2 separate regions of the Xenopus laevis genome follow, and region 1 is linked to region 2. Evidence: chromatin contacts called from public Hi-C data. All regions are on one chromosome and are shown on one strand. The core of a region is the stretch at or near the end of the contact, and the rest is flanking DNA. Distances in the headings are between cores, read along the strand shown. Region 1 holds the start of mia.L (melanoma-derived growth regulatory protein). Region 2 overlaps prx.L (neuroblast differentiation-associated protein AHNAK).

Region 1 (2,700 bases), core at 66-2,565, 160 kb before region 2:
GAAGATAGATAAAGAAATAATTTCTGGCTGAATTATGTATACAGGTATGGGATACATTATCTGTAAACCCTTTATCCAGAAAGATTGAAATAATCCAAATTTTTAAAAATTATTTCCTAAAACAGTACCTTGTACTTGACCCAAACTAATATATAATTAATCCTTATGTGAGGCAAAACAATCCTATTGAGTTTATTTAATGTTCAAGTTATTTTCTATTAGACTTAAGGTATGAAGATCCAAATTACGGAAAGGTCTGGAAAACCCCAGGTTCCACGTGTTCTGGATAACAGATTCCCATAGCTATACTAGGCAACATTCAGTATTGTGCCTGAAGTGGGAAGTGGCGCTGGTGCTGTTGGAGTAATATATGTTCTATCTATACATATTGTAGTCTGCCGGAATTGATAATAATGGTGTACCTGTGAAATTATTACTGGAAAAGTTCTTTCCCTTCGGAATTATGATACCAGAACAGAAATAGGTCAAAATACTATGCATGCAGGTGCAGGATTGATCTTGGTATGTCATTTTGCATTGTATAATTGTCAGAAGAAAGGCAACTGCAAAGGACTGACCTCTGAGGGGTTACTAGGTTGATGTCCACCAACAAAATAGACTATATATGTTTTTGTATTCTTCACAATTAGGGGTGTAATCTGTTTACCATAGGCAAAGTGTGTGTGAGGGAGGAACTACTTGTACTACAGAGTATGTGTTGTATATTTATATATCTCATGGTACAGCAGAGTATTGCAGGAGAAGATGGTAGTGTCACAATTTGCAGTTGTCATGTTTTAGGAAAGGTACAAATTACTTACACTTCCGAGCCAGAAAAGCCTGCCTCTGCCTTTCAGCTTGGAGAAGATATACAGGGTTTGGCCCTGTCTGATGGGTATGAAACGGCAATCTGGAGGGGTGTAATCAGACAATGCTACTGCAATTGAGACGGGATCTAAGGACAACAAAAAAGTTAACCAGCTTTTTAAATAGCAATAGTCTTATACATTAAAAGATGTCCCTTTACGCCCAAAACACATGAAGATATTTAATACTCACGACTACATTCCTCATCTGCACACAGTTTCTTGTCTGCCAGCTTTGTCATCCTTCTACTCCCAAGGGACATTTCCAACAGGAGGCAAATAGCAAGCAACACTTCCTTCCAAAACATGACTGTTCTCCTGCTCAGGCACCACTCTAAATGCTCAACTGAGCCAGCACTACATAAGAAACTAGCCCTCAGTAAACTGCTGTGTGTTCCCTCTTGCTCTTCTTTTTTATAATCCACCAGAGGCATGCACAGTCACACTCTTTACAGTGTATTATTTAATGTGCTAATGACTGCAGTAAGATAGAATAAATAATACGTACTGTTTTCTGCAATATAAGATATTATTTTATTTTGTTATGACTTCAAAACTTTATTATGCTCCCTCCTGCACAACTTTGCACATACCTACTAGAGCAAGACACACAAACTCTACTCCACACTTTACTTATGGAGGGAAATTGGAGCCACCCTGAACAAACCCCCTTGTGTTCAAAAAGTCCTGTAAATATGAAGGCTAACACTACGTTCTTTATATGTGCCACCAGAATTCAGATCAGGATGTGCTTTAACAGGAAAAGACTAATTTCTAACTGAGTTTCCAAGGTGCATGTATTATGAAAAAAAAGGGAAATCAGCTTTTTAAATAATATTTGGACTTTTTGGTGGTAATAGAGGATAAGGTTTACAGGAAAAGAGAAAAGGTCTTGCTTTTTTTTTTCTTTTGGTTGAACCTTGGAGGGCCCCCTTAGCTCTTAATAAGGTTTCAGATATATGAAAATATTGCTATATCAGCCATTTAGCCACAGTTCGAACAATATACAGGACAGAAAATAAGTGCTCTATTTAACCCTCATGCTAGAAAAGAGTGAATAGGAATTCTCCTCAAATCTTACACATATTGTCCTTCAGGAAGAGCTTCCCAACTCACTGCTCCAGGTCCAATCTAGGGTGTCAGCGATACAGTTTGAGAACCAATGCTTTAGGGCAAATACAGATGACCATGTCTTGTTTCTTTTAAGCTTTGTTGCTTTTGAATGTATTCAGGCCATATGCAGGTCCATTATTAACATAGCCAAATCCAAGATTTGAGGATTTTTTTCATTAATAGCAGGCATAATAATTAAACTCCCATACCAGCAACAAGGGCACCTTGTTTAGTTAGTTTATGCCTCAAGGAGAACTAAACCCTAAAAATTCATATGGTTAAAAATGCCATATTTTATATACTGAACTTATTGCACCAGCTAAAAGATTCTGCTTCTCAATAGCAGCAATGATCCAGGATTTCAAACTTGTCACAAGGGGTCACCATCTTGTCTGCAACACTCACATGCTTAGTGGGCTCTGAGCAGCTGTTGAGAAGCTGAGCTTAGGGGTCATCAAATTATCAAGCAGAAAATTAAGTTGGCCTGTAATATAAGCTGATGCTACAGGGCTGATTATTAAAATCTGATGCTAGTTGCACTGGTTTCTGTGCTGCCATGTAGTAATTATCTGTATTAATTACTAATCAGCCTTATATTGTGACATTTATATTCTATGTGTACTGTATATTGAGTCGGTCCCTAAGCTCAGTAAGTGACAGCACCACAGAGCATGTGCAGTGAATCAGCAGAAAAGAAGATGGGGAGCTACTGGGACATCTT
Region 2 (2,700 bases), core at 10-2,509:
GTTTAACGCTTAGGAATGCTTTCACTGACATCAAGGGACGTGTTAACTCTTTACAGCCCTTTAGAAGGATGTCTGCATTAGCCACGGTCAAATAAACAATTATTCAGTCCAATAATTTGATAGGATTGTAGATCAATTTATTGTAAACCATTTTTTAACATATAAATGTGTGGCCTAGAAATTCCCCCAAAAGCAAACATTGAGCAGATTATAAAAGTAATAATAATAATTGTACAGGGCAATCCTGAGGCCTATGTATTTTACACATCCTTTAATTCAATTTACTTTTTGGCATAAATTTAGCACACATAAGGGCAAAGTGACTAACGCTAGCGAAAATTCACCAGCATGATGTCATTTCGTTACTTCGCTGATTTACTAACGGTCGCTGGCATAACTTTGCTATCGAAAGAGAGACTCAAGCGGTACTTCGCTCCCTTATGCCTGGCGAAGTTGAGCTCTGGTGAATGGACGTAACTACGAAAATTCACTAAGATGCGGATTTTACTGAACGTTACCTCTTGCGCCAGACTTGCCTTCGCCACCTTAGACCAGGCTAAGTGCAAAATAGTAGATCGGACTTCCTCAAAAAATAGTTGAAAAGTCCCAAAAAACGCTGGCGACTTTTCATTATTCAGGGTGATAGGCTGCAAAAGATCGTAAATTACTTCTGGGGTACTCGGCTTCCCCCCTACATTTCCTTACATATGGCACATAAACTATACACTGGGATCATGTGTAGGGCAATACAACAACTCTATTTTATTAAGGTTTCCCAGGCTTGTGTAGTGTAATGTATTGGCTGCAACATATACGTCTATTGAACTTTAACTTCCCGCCGTATGCAAATTAGGCAACGCTAGCGCAACCTTGCTTTGCTTGCCACAGTAACGCTAGAGCTACTTCGCCATCGTTCAACGCCCTGGACACAACTTAGGATTTTAGGGAATTAGCATTATCCTGGTGAATCTACGCCTGGCAAAGTGTTGCGATGTGAGCGAAGCCATCGCTGGCGAATTTTCGGAGGATAGTAAATTTGCCCCAAAGGTAGCTGGTGTTAGGTACAGGATTGACTTGTACCTTAGCATTCTGCATGATGCAGCTTACACCTGAGTACAATGGGAATACTGGCACAACATTATGGCATTAAATACTATATATTTTAGCACCAAGTGCTGTGAAACATAGAATGCAAAGGGAAATTATGGCAAGTAAGAGAGCAGCCTGTAATACTGGAACTACTTCACTAGATGGGATTAGAAGACCTTCCTTCATTATAATTGTCAGTAGCATTCTACAGCATAATCCATAGGCCTCACCTCCACAATGGTCTTGAATTATTATGAGAAACTTCCTATTCAATAACAAACATACGTACCAACTATTTGTTTGCCTATTAATAACACTGGTCCCAATCATATTTTCTTACTGGCCAAGTGACACTGAATTGATAGTTTTCAGGCATAAGAAATAGGTATTACAACTTGTATTAATACATTCTGCAGAAAAACAGTCGTGCTACTTAAAAATATTTTCTCATGTTAAACTCCACTACTTTAACTCTACTGAACTGAATAGGATAGAGTAAAAATGTATTTTCAGGATAGACTTGAAGCTGACACCTGACATTTATTTATTAAAGAATGCTCCTTCTCTCTGCCATCACTTTCTTCACTCTTATCCTCTCTCTAGATATTGACATGCTTAATCTGTTAAATTATCGGTTCCCGAACTAAGGGGACGATCTTACAAGATGGGATCTGATTTACAGGCGGGAGGCCTTACCATTATGTCTCAGTGGATGAATGTTCACTAGGTACCAAGTGGTCCTGCCTTCCCACCACTGCACCTGCAGGGAGGTCATATGCTGCACAGGGTGTTTGGGACCTTCAAGTGCAGTTTAGGTGTGGGAAATTGAAGAATCTTATGGAGCCTTCTATCTCACTAGGTTCCTCTGCAGATCTTCTTTCCCTGTAGTTACTGTATGTCAAAGAATTGCTGTGCTATGTAGTGTCTCAGTAGTCCAGACTGAAGCCCAGTAGGGATGTGATGTGATCTCTTATTAACTCAATAAACTGTAATAGATGGAGCACAAAAAGAGGCTTAAAGTCAAGTAGTCTAGAATCTATTGGGTTATGGCCACCCTTTACTTTACTTTAAACATCTCTTCTGTTATTCAGCATTTATACTTTCCACTGTCCTTTTCATCTTCTTCCTATAAAATAAAAAAGCCCTTTAAACTGATGTGATTTTTTTACTGTAGTGTAAACTCCAGCTCTCCAGATGACATGAAACCATCGAGATATTATATATATATGAGCATTCTGATCTCCAAAATACTGCAAAATTCTATTCTTTTATATACAATCCTTTCTACAGTTCTAGGGTTTTTTTTTTTAATAAAATAGACAGACATCTGACATACTGGTAGTATTTTCATTTGAAAGTTTAATAAACATTTTTATTACATTTCTGATTATTATGTCAAAATGTAAATTACAAAAAAAAGAACAAAATAAATCCAGGAAAGCGGTTAGTCAGTAATTTACAATGAGATGTCTGTTTCAAAAGAGCACTTCAAAGAAAAACTTGCTTGAATTTTTAATAACTAACAATAAAGCTATTACAAAAATACAATATACATCTTGTAGTAATTCTCTGTTTACATAGTATGGAAGCTGTTATATAGCAGTGGCATAC

What was found. A called contact is a pair of places that touch in the nucleus more often than the background predicts.
Region 1: a contact with region 2 is called in a Hi-C map of the XL177 cell line, with 3 times the contacts expected there. The contact joins the promoter of mia.L here to the enhancer-like site in region 2. A contact is called at or near these places in 3 of 4 Hi-C or Micro-C datasets (the XL177 cell line, the XTC cell line and animal cap).

What each region holds. Positions count from the first base shown.
Region 1 is chr8L:70,041,218-70,043,917 of Xenopus_laevis_v10.1, reverse strand. It overlaps mia.L (melanoma-derived growth regulatory protein), which reads right to left and starts at 1,315. Exons shown (of 4, transcript XM_018230239.2): 1 at 1,060-1,315; 2 at 822-955. The coding sequence starts at 1,300.
Region 2 is chr8L:69,882,025-69,884,724 of Xenopus_laevis_v10.1, reverse strand. It overlaps prx.L (neuroblast differentiation-associated protein AHNAK), which reads right to left. Exons shown (of 7, transcript XM_018230236.2): 7 at 2,423-2,700. Among protein-coding and RNA genes, the nearest start is that of prx.L, 23 kb to the right of the region's middle. Within about 2 kb of position 1,259, at least 1 of the 7 cell types and tissues checked has an H3K27ac peak or open chromatin away from gene starts, as enhancers often do.